Linked DNA regions of Zea mays: region 1 is linked to region 2. The links are chromatin contacts, called in public Hi-C maps. All regions are on one chromosome and are shown on one strand. Each heading gives the region's core, a stretch centred on a gene start, on an enhancer-like site or on the middle of the called end of the contact. The rest is flanking DNA. Distances are from core to core; before and after follow the strand shown.

What was found. Hi-C and Micro-C count contacts between places; a contact is called where the count stands out from the background.
Region 1: a contact with region 2 is called in a Hi-C map of endosperm, with 2.4 times the contacts expected there. The contact joins the promoter of LOC103641769 here to the promoter of LOC100284982 in region 2. A contact is called at or near these places in 2 of 25 Hi-C or Micro-C datasets (endosperm and leaf).

What each region holds. Positions count from the first base shown.
Region 1 is chr10:128,116,018-128,121,949 of Zm-B73-REFERENCE-NAM-5.0, reverse strand. It overlaps LOC103641769 (putative replication protein), which reads left to right and starts at 2,359. Exons shown (of 13, transcript XM_008665101.4): 1 at 2,359-2,763; 2 at 2,836-4,156; 3 at 4,434-4,707; 4 at 4,785-4,887; 5 at 5,008-5,138; 6 at 5,205-5,286; 7 at 5,380-5,503. The coding sequence starts at 3,929.
Region 2 is chr10:127,928,992-127,934,410 of Zm-B73-REFERENCE-NAM-5.0, reverse strand. It overlaps LOC100284982 (eukaryotic translation initiation factor 4B), which reads right to left and starts at 3,196. Exons shown (of 3, transcript NM_001157877.2): 1 at 2,276-3,196; 2 at 159-551. The coding sequence starts at 3,144.

The DNA of each region.
Region 1 (5,932 bases), core at 1,110-3,609, 190 kb before region 2:
ATAATGGTTGTCCAGTTCTATCTAGGTTTTGTCCTACAGTCAACATTCCTCTGATACCACTTCTTTCACACCCGGGTTTCAGGGCACCAAGACCCGGGCGCGAACATAATCACCAGGTGTGCTGGGACCAAGTCTCACACATATGATGAATCATGGCACATGATCGAATGTCACATCTTTACTATATAACAGGAGTTCTATACAAAATAAATAATTACATTATAAGGAGACAACGGTCCAGCAACCCAAAGTTGACTGGGAGACGACGACCTAGACCTCTCACGAACACATCACAGCATCCTCCAAGCGCCTCATCCTGTGGTACCTGTTCTTGACCTGTGGGGGGTGTGAGACAGCAAGAGTGAGCTCACATACGTTCATAGCTCAACAAGTTGTGGGGAATAATGTGCATGAACTCGCCAAAGGTGGGAGCTCACGTGAAGTGTAAGGCTTACCAAAGTGGATGGTTGAAGCTGAGCATTGCTTTTAAAGTTGGTCAAAATTTTATTAGCAATTACTAAGTATAAGTAAATACCAAACCCAATTAAGTAGTAGAACAAAAGTAACAACAACACCCTCAATGCAATGCATATGACAAATTGAATTTAGTTCCATAAATTAATCATGTGAGTGTCCGAGCTGCTCATGACCGTGAGCACAGCTAGTATACCAGTTTTACACTCTGCAGAGGTTGCGCATCTTTACCCACAAGTCATGTTACCCATCTGCCAAGAGACGGCCAATCCCTTACACCTCTACCGAGGAAGCAAGGCAGGGTAACACTACGAGGCCTTTACAAAGTTCCACTAGCTTCAGAAATCCCGCTACAGTTTATAGGAAGCTCCAGTGCAGGGTTCTTGCCTGACCGCCATCGCAGCAAAATCAACCAAGGACCTCCCTACACTGACCACTCCCCTACTGCCCTTGCCCCTTTCGGGTAAGGAAGACCTCCACTAGCTTTCCTAGTTAATCAGCCAAGGGCGTCCCATTAAACCCTTGTGGTAGCACTGTTTTCCCGGGTGGTTCTCCATGTTCCAATTAACATAATGATCTTATCATGAACAGTAATAAACAACTGATAATAAAAGTATAATCATGAATAGTAATGTGTATCTCTATACCCAAGACCACATAAAGCAATAGCAAGTACTACCCAAAAATTCAGTGGTGAACAAGGTATAAAGATAGTCAAACTAGGGTAACCTATTGGGTCCCATCAAAATTAACCTATGCAGATCATTATGATTAATTAGAACATGAGTGGGTAAAAAGAAGTGATCAAGGGCACAACTTGCCTGGCACTTGAGATTCCAGGTACCAACTTGCTCTTCAGGTGACACATGTCCTCACTGCTAAACGTAGTAATACAAACAAACAGTGTATAGGCAAAATTAACATTACACCAAACATAAGAATAAACTGCGTAATAATAATCTATGCGTCGCTATGAGATCGTGGGAACGAGAACCACTAAAATCGGAGTTACGATTATGAAGTTATGGTTTTCCGAAGATCCACGTGGTTAAATATAGAATAGTCTTAGTGCAACATTTTAACCTATATTTCATGACAAAACAAAATTACCAGTTGATAATAAATATTATTGTGAAACTAATGCAACTAGAATGGATAGAGTTACGGTTCTCTAGTTATGAATTTATGGAGTTATTTAGCACCTAGAACAGATTAATTCAAAGGAACAATTTTAATTCAAGTTTTATGGCTAAACAGTGTTATTAGTTGATAGATAATACTAAAACAAAATTATTGCAACTGGAATGACTCAATTTGGAGTTAAAATAAATTAACTATTAATTTTACAAGTTTCTAGCATTTATTTTCACATTAAAATCATTTTCTAAATTTATTTTTCTGATTTTTCCATCTCTTTGGACCGCGCATCAAATTCTGTAAAGTATAGGGGCCCCTGCGCAAATGTTCTCAACACTCAGAACCACACCCGCATGGACGGCGGGTTCTATTTCGTAAAAGCACGGGGACTGTTTAGCAAAGTTGTCAGCCGAAGGGGTTTTCTCATATCTCAGCCGTTGGATTTTAATCCGAGGGTCCAGATTAGATCGCCATCACTTATCAAGCGGTAGGACACGCTAACCGTAGGATCAAAGATCGACCGTCCAGATTTTTAAACACTAAGCCCCATTCACATCCGTCCGATCACGATCTAAGGGCCCATAACCGATCACGAACCGGTACGCGATCTCTACCGTTGGATAAAGATCAAATGGCCCAAGCTTTATCATGCCTTGGTCTAATCCGAACTGCTCGCCAGGGATTCAACGGCCTGGATCACACGGCAACTAGCATACACCTGATTAAATCCACCCCGTTGGTGGCCTAGCAGATCAACGGTCACAAGACCTTCTTCCTCCCCCAGTCAGCACAGGCGGCGGCGCCAAAACTCCCACGGCGGCGACCGATGAGCCCCACCAGACCAGCCTCCTGGAGCGCGATACTTTATCCCAGAAGTCTCTACCCGAAAAAGAGGCTATGGTGAACTTGAGATCACTGGTCTTACCGTACATGGCGGGGCAGTGGAGCTGCCCACGGCGTGGAGCTACCGGCGGCGACAGTCTCACGACGATGAGCATCTCAGGGCACACCCAGGTCCAATCCTTCCTCCCGAAGCTATGAGTACATTCCCGGGGACCCGATGAAGCCCACAGATCCGTCTGCGCGCGCAGAAGGAACACCAAGCAGTGATCCCCCAATCTCTTCTCTCTCTTCTTCGTTACGCGCTCTCAGGTTCTCGCATTCCCGCGGATTCTATCGACCGTGCATGACAATGGGGTTACAGACATTCACTTATATGCGTAGGGGAAGCAGCAGTTTGGTTCCGGCCGGATCGACGAGGTTGTTGCGGTGAATCGGGATCTCAGCGCGCAATACGGTATTCTGTTGCGTTTCTCCGGTGTTCGGTTCAAGGAAGATGACGACCCTGCCAAGGTGGCCCACCAGCAGCAGCGGGACAACGACGCGAGTGAGCTGGTTTCCAAGCCATGATGGGCGCCCTTCGATCAGGTCCCACCGTGTCAGCCGCACAGGAAAAAAAATACAAGGCGAGCTGATGGGCCACTAGGAGGTATTTGGCCCATCCGGCTGATGAAGGGGAAAATGAGGGGACGCGGCCCAGTGCCAGAACTACTCCCTTTTCTTTTATAATTTCCTAGTTTTTTTACCTTTTCCTTATTTTAAATTTTCAAATTTCATCTTTGAGTTTGAATAGTTTTCAACCCTTAATATTTCAAGTCTTCCAGTTAAGTGCACAACTCAAGAAAATCCAGCATGATGCATAATCTAATATATCGATTAGCATGTAAAAAGGAGTATATATGCCTTACAAGTAATGCATGGGCTAGCATAAATCTTAATTTTGTTTCCCACATAACTTATTAATATAATATCATTATGCATATACTTATAGTTAAGTTTTAGGGGTCTACAATAACCCTCAATACTATTGATGTAAAATGGCCGTTCACACTCCAGAGAAGGCAATTCCCAGTACGAGTATGCTACGCAATGACAATTAATAAGAGCCAAGGACAAACCCTATCCAGGGTTGGGCTTTACCTCAAGAAACCGGTCTTCACTCATGGACAACTTTATGTGGCCGTATCTAGGACTACATCCAGAGGTGGCCTTAGAATCCTGATTGAGAATGAGGACGGTTCGTGCGGGGTACAGACTTGAAATGTGGTGTACCACGAAGTCCTCACTGTCGCTGAAGCGGCTGCCATACTAGCCACCTAATTTTTCATCCATCTTTTGTGTTGTACATAGCAATGATATGTAAATACTCTAGCGCTGCTGCTACTCAGACGATTGTGTCTCTTTTCATGCTTGTTATCTTCGTTTTTTCTTGCTGCGTGTACATTATCTTTTGCTTTGAGGTAAAATTGTTCTACTGATGTGCAATACGTATACTAGCCTTATCTATTTCCCTGCTGCTGTATTCTCTAATGTTTATGCCATTTTTGGGTCAACACTGCAGATGGGAGACGTGTTGATTCTAAGCCTGCAGTGTGGGAACCTGTCTGTGACGATATGCGTCCGTGTTTCTCGGTTTTGGGACTTTTCTGATCCTCAGGATGCTGCAAGGCTGCTACACTGTGATATGGTGTTGCTCGATGAAGAGGTAAAGTAGCAACAACCTCTACCAGCTTGTTGTTGCATCTCACCAGTTTGCTTTAGTGGTTTTTCCCCCTGATATGACAATAGAGAGCCTAATGTGCCTTCTTTTTACTAGCTGAATTGTTTCTACTCTTACTAAAGTTTAATCTACATCCTCACCAGTTTGCTTTAGTGGTGTTTTTCCCCTTAATATGATAATAGAGAGCCTAATGTGTCTTCTTTTTACTAGCTGAATTGTTTCTACTCTTACTAAAGTTGAATCTACATCTTTCTATATCTAGGGAAATAGCATACATGCTACGATATACCCACCCTTCATAGAGAAATTCAGGCCACTCATAAAAGAAGGCAGCGTGTACAACATGACATACTTTCGAGTTCGAGCGTCGAACAACTTGTATAAGCCAGTTCCAAATGATATCATGATTACCTTCACGAATTGGACAAAGTTAGAGCAGGTTATTGAGATTCCTCCTGCATTTCCTACACTTACCTACTCCCTCACTCACATAGAGCAGATCCATTCACGCATCGACCATAAAGACTACTATACAGGTAAACGTTGTTACCTATATACTTACGACGCCTGTTTTTCTTTGCTAATATTGTATATACTGCTCGTTTGAAAGCAGATGCCATTGGGATAGTTAATTCAGTCTCGGATGTTTCGCCACATCGCTCCAAAGGACAACAAGCTTCTAGCTTGAAGAGGAACATTTCCATATGCAGTGCAAGGTTTGGACTACATGGTTGTTCTTACCTTGTGTTCTGCTAGATGTATGGTATGTATTTTGTCGTTGTCTTACATATACATTGTTTGTGACTCATGTTCCATACTCGAACTGGAAACAACAGAGGTGCTTCGGTCAATGTCGTGTTGTGGGGTGCCCAAGCCACCCTATTCCCAGGAGAGCGCATATACGAAGATGGGCAGAATTCCCCACAGATTGTGCTATTTGTTGGCACACTCGTCAAAAAATATGCAGGTATATTCACGTAACACTTAGTCTTTTTCTGACTCCCATACATTTATACCTTCTGCCCTTTTTTAGATGTGCTTTGTCTGACTGGAAGCTCACCATGTAAGTGGTACATCAATCCATCCATTCCTGAGGTAGAAACCCTTACGTCCAGGTAATGATATCCTCTTGTTATCAAATATATGCACATGTTGCCTGCTCTTGCCTTTTTCTAATGCAATGCTTCTACAAATACATTGCAAACCAGCGCACGCGGTGATCATAAACCAGTGAAGTGGAATGCAACTGTTACTTCGAGCCAGCTTATATCTCCTGTTGCTGAGGAGCAAAAGGTGTCGTACATCAAGTATCTCCATCCCTTTGAAAACAAGGTACACGACATACCCAGTACCTATTCTATTCTGCTGTCGATAGCTTCCAAATATACACATAATGCATAAGATTACTTCATACTTGGTGCTCTAGATTTCCAGTCAATATAAATTAGTTGTCTGGATAATGTTTTACTACTGCTCTTTATTTTATTTCTATGACCTACGACACTGAGTATCATTGGGTGGCATGTGTTCGCAACTTAACTAGACCTCTTGAACAAGAAGTTCCTCCAGCTGTGCATTTTTAGACTTATACTCTTGGAGGCAGGATGAAAGTCCAGCACAAACCTATTCGTAAGTTGAAAACAGATGGGCAAAAAAACATGTTGGTAGGTTGAAAACAAACGAACAAAAAAAAAACAGAGCTAACCAACATAGATCAAGTGTGAGTTGTGAGGCAATTGAGCTTATGCTTATCCTTACCCG
Region 2 (5,419 bases), core at 1,947-4,446:
GTTTCAAACTTCACCCGTGCTTCTTTCTAAAAAAAGGTTCCTAGACAAAACACAGGTTTTCAAACTTCACCCATGCTCTTTCTAAAAAAAGTTCCTGAGCAAAGCATCTTGATTCTTGAGAGAACACATGATCAAGTTAGCAAGTAAAATGCACAAACCTGTCCGAATTTCTGCTTGCACCAAAAGAGCCCCTTTCTCTGCTTCCTTGAAATCCCCATCTTTCTTCCTGCCTTGGTGGTGGCTCCATACCACCACGAGAGCGCGGTCTGTCCACCACTGTAGCATGTGGTTCCTCCCCTAAACTAGTTGGTGCAAGTGCTGTAACCCTGCCCGCACCCGAACGTGGTCTTTGCCCAAATCGAATCTTGTCATCCAACTCCCTTGAAAGCTGCTCAAGCTGGCTTTCCAACTGAGATATCTTCTCAGACAAACCTTTTGCATCTACCGATGTCTGGTCAGAACCATTACTCATGTTTCTCTCGATTTCCTTAAGATCCACCTTCAGAAGGTTGATTTCTTCTTTCAAATTTCTTTCTTCATCAGACTCTGGCCTGAAAGGTTTGGTGCATGAATATTCAATTCACATGAGAACATGCCCCCAAAAACTAACATGAAAAGACTTTCAAAGAAAAGGATAAAGTACCAAACTAGATAAATTACTTCAAATTTTTAACAGACCAGGGAGGATTGAAAATGATACTGAGACTGGATTGCCCTAAAAAGCACTGAAGCTGAATTAGTTGAACAAAAAATGCTATTGTATCCCAGGTTTAGGTGTGTTGAAAGTAGTTTAATAATCAGCAGTTTCAGACATCAAGCCTTCGCATAATACTATAATAGAAGATAAAACCAGAGGGGATCCCACGTTCATCAGTAAGTTATACAAAATCCCAATTATACAAAATCACAGGAGAAAATGCCTCATCAATGTGGAACAGGAGTAGAAAACAGAACCCTTAAATTGTAGAAATTTCAGCAGCCTGAATGTCTGCTAGTAGAAACTAATAAAAAAATCAGATACACACGCTTTTAATGCTTGTTTAGATGCCTCAAACCTGCACCAATTCACATGAAATGCGCTAGGATCCAGGCAATCTAAACACGTCCCAAGTGTTTGTAGAAAGAAAAACTCCAACAAACAACTAAAAAAGGATGTACTCGTGACAGCAGTGTCAAATGTAAAATTATACAAACATCTCCTTTTGATGGATATTATGTGCACACAAACCCAATCAGAGAGTGTCAGCACATTAAAACAAAAAAGTACAGTTTTTTATTTATAGTCAGATAAATTAAAATAAACCCCACAAATGGTAACTAAGCCATCAACAAAGATCACAACATTTACTTTTTTAACTATAGTTAATGCGCTTCACACATCAGATTTAACCAATGAGGCAAATAAATAACATAAATATTGAAGTACTAGCAGATTAGCGAGGCAGAGCTGTTGATGTAGAAAATGGGGTGCTTGGGTTTGTTCAATCATCTAGAAAGCTTCTTAGAGTTGTTCTGTTCTAATGCTTATTCAGGACAAGGAAAATATAGGGCAGTGAATGATGTGAACAAAAACTCCAAGTGATAGAAATACAACTTTACCAAGATACCACTACAACCCCACTAAAAATGTCACACCAGATATCATTTCAAACATTTGCTTCATTTCATATTGCCGCAGATCCATGGCCATGAGTCCATGACCTTAACAACACACGTGATTAATGATTTACTAACAAGGATGCTACATTATGACGAGCATATCAAGAATAAAATTCACTAAAATAAGCATTGATTAACTGCACAACGTTCAAATCATTATGAGTAAGGATGGCATTGTAAGATTAAGGGTCACACATCAATATCCAATGGCTCAGGCATGAGCATGATCAACACAGTGTATTGCTGGTGTCCATATGGTGAGCTTGAGCTATAATGGCGGTAGCATGCCACATAATGTCTCGGTGCAAACAGAAAACCTTAGTGTTGACCTAATTACATGGAGTGATGACAAATGCATGTGCTACCAATGTGTAGTCATGTCAAGATTGTGCTTGGATGTACTAAGCACCAGGGTGCTATCACAAAACATGACTCACTCGTGATCGGTACGTACCAGGGGTAAAGGTCAGTTTTAGCAAAGAGAACTTGTATGACACAACAGATAAAAGGTGTGCCATTAGCAAGTGCTTCCATTACAAAATCGAGGTTTTGTATGAGCTTGTAGCTTTCAACCACAAGTAACAGAAATTCTATGGTAATTCCACGGACATCATACCTATTTATAGCACGATGCTCAAGCTCAATATCAATCTTCCTCCAATCCTTCCCTTTCTCCTGCAGCACCACTTCTCTTGGCTTGGCCTCACCAAATGGGTTAACCTTTGGCCGTGCCCTCGGTGCTCCTTCACTCCCAACTGCCGAAACCTGCGACCCAGGGCTCCCAGGGCGGGAGGAATGAGCGCTATTCGGCCTGCTGGAGTGCGAACTGGTAGGACGGCTGGTCTTGTGCTCAATCTCATTCTCAAACTTCCTCCAGTCCACCCCCTTCTCCGCCAGCACATCCTCCCGGGGCCTTGCAGCCCCGAACGGGCTTGGTCGGTTGCGGGCCACCTCAGCAGGTGGGGTAGAGGCAACTAACGGATCACGTTTAGGAGGATTCAGGACGATGCGCGGCCTCTCCCCCGCCCCCTCGCCGTTGTGTGGCAAAGGGGTGGCGCCACGGACCCAACGGTCAGAATCAGAAGCAGCTGGTGAGTCGCGGAAGGCTGGAGAGTCGCGGAAGCCACCTCCAGACCCGAGGCTGGGGTAGCGCGCCGGGAGCGGCTTCTTGCCGCGCGACCAGTCGTCAATATCATCAGCACGGCCGAGAGGGGAAGGGCCGCCGAACCTATCGCGGCGGCCAGAGTCCGTGGGAGCCGGGGTAAACTTCTTGGTGGCGCCCCAGTCGTCAGCCTCGTCAGCGCGGGAGGGCATATCAAGATCCGAGCTTCTTCCCGGCCCGCGGCGGTCCTCGTCGTCGAAGCCGCCGCGGCGCTCTCCCCCGGGGCCGCCGAAGCCGCTGCCGCCGCCGTAGGAGCGGAACCCGCGGGAGCGGTCCAGCTCCTCGGCCGAGCGCTCCCGGGGCCCCGTGGGCAACAGCAGCATCTCATCGTGGGTCAGGCCCTTGGGCTCGACGGGCGCCGCGCGCCGCTGGGCCGCGGCCGCGCCGTAGGTGGTGAACTCGGACAGCGACAGCGTGGTACCCTTGTTCTTCTTCTTCGACTTGCCCCCGCCGCCCGCGGCGGCGGCCTCCCGGAGGCTCGGGAAGCTGGCGGCGCCGCCCGCGGGCAAGGGCGGCTCGGGCGCCGGAAAGGTCAGGGCCTGCTCGCGCTCTTCCTCCTCGGCGCGCTCGGCGTCCAGCGCCCACGCGCCGGCGCCGACGCTGCCCCATGGCTTGGACATGGCTGCCGCCGGTGCGAGATCTAGGGTTTGGTGGTGCTCGGAGGCGGACGGAGGTGGGTGGGTGGAATCGAGGCGATGCGAATGCGAGGAAGAGAGTAAGAGACGAGCCAGGGGATCTTGTTGGCTGGGATCGGGTGGTGCACGCTAAATCGCGCTGTACCCAGGGGCGGAACCGAAAAACGGCGTGCCCGCCGCACCGCGTTTCGTATGATCGTGGTGGTGGTAGAGTAAATTTCCCATCGATTTTAGACACTTCGTTATAGATGGAAACGGGACGGATATAGTTGGATACAAGATCATCCTGTATTCTAACATAACGTATTTCTCTCATATACGGGATTGGATACGGGTAGTTAAGATTCATGACGGATATATTACGGAACCAGGTAATAATCCGAGCGGGTAAGAAACAGATACTACTCGGGTAGATACCGAATAATTGTCAGGTAGTTCGTCACGATGATATTAATTGTCCAACCATACAACAAATACATAAATTAAGCAAAACATAATCATCTATATGATAGATCAAATGTAGGAAAGGAAACCAATAAAATTGACATCATGCAGTTCAAAGTTACTAATCACGATGACATTATAGAACCAACACCACAATATTAAAAATTCATAAAATATTCTAGTTTCACTCAAAAACTACAAATAAGTTACAAAAACTAATAAACATTTTATACGAAGATAACTCAAGTCCTCATATGAAAATGATAAAGTAAAGTATTAATTATGTTGAAACTTGATACTTATAGTGATTTCATATGTAACTCATACAAATAAGTGAAAGTGAAATATAGATCTTATAATCCAAACATTTTTTATGGTTATATATGAACATATGTTGTGCCTCCGTAAAATTAAATGATTTTTTAGGCTATTTATACATTTATTAAAATTTTTTCATAGAAAATTATCAAAATACAATTAAATCCATAAAATAATGTAACGTCGATCAAAAATTGCAAATAAGTTACCAATACTAATAAATAGTCTCTAAAAATATAACCTTAAGTTCCCACGTGGAGATAACATTAAGCCCCCCACATAAAAATGATAAAGTATATTAATTTGATATAAATTTGGACATTATTTCAATGATTTTGGCCTAAATATATGTTTAAACAAAAAATTGATGTACTACAAAGTTATAGATCTCATCGAGCCCTACAATTTTCATACAAACTTTATCTTCATCCGATTTCATATGTAAAAGTTATGATTTTATAACTATATTATTATGTAGGAAATGAAAAAACAGGTACACGAATTCCGGGTACCCGTATCCGACCCGACTATCTGGTTATTTACCGGGTAGTCATCGCTCTGTATACGACCCGAATCCGAAGCTTTAGTATCCGGGTATTATCTGTATTCATCCCGAATATAAAAATACTCGAATTCGTATCCAAAAAAACGGGTATTTGCACTATCTGTATCCGGTACCCGACGGGTATACCCGACCCGTTTTCACCCCTACACTTCATGACCGTCCCTATAAAACTATACTAGTCGGTTGCCCGTGCGTTGCGACGGCTTACAACAATACCCACGTAAACTGTCAACCAAAAAGATCTCAAGATTTTTTATTGATTGTCCCCGCTCTCTGTATAATATTTTTTTGATTTGGCTAACTGATGTTATTGTTTACTCCATGCAATATGTCTTGGTACAACACGGCCAATGAAGTGAGCGATTAGAAGAGAGTTCACAACGACGACTAACTGAACGAACAGAAATTATAAAATAATATAATTCCACCATACATAGACCAAATAAGAAAAAGATTGTGAGTTCAAGTTTCTAAAATAAGTCACATGAGCTCAAACTTATAAAAAAGGTAGATCAAAATATGGAGTGACTGTTAAAGTCATGCACCAATAAAACTGGATGCGCTTCATATAAATTATGCTACTTCATAGCAATTACTAACGTTTAAAACCAATAAATAATCTTTCATTTTACTGAT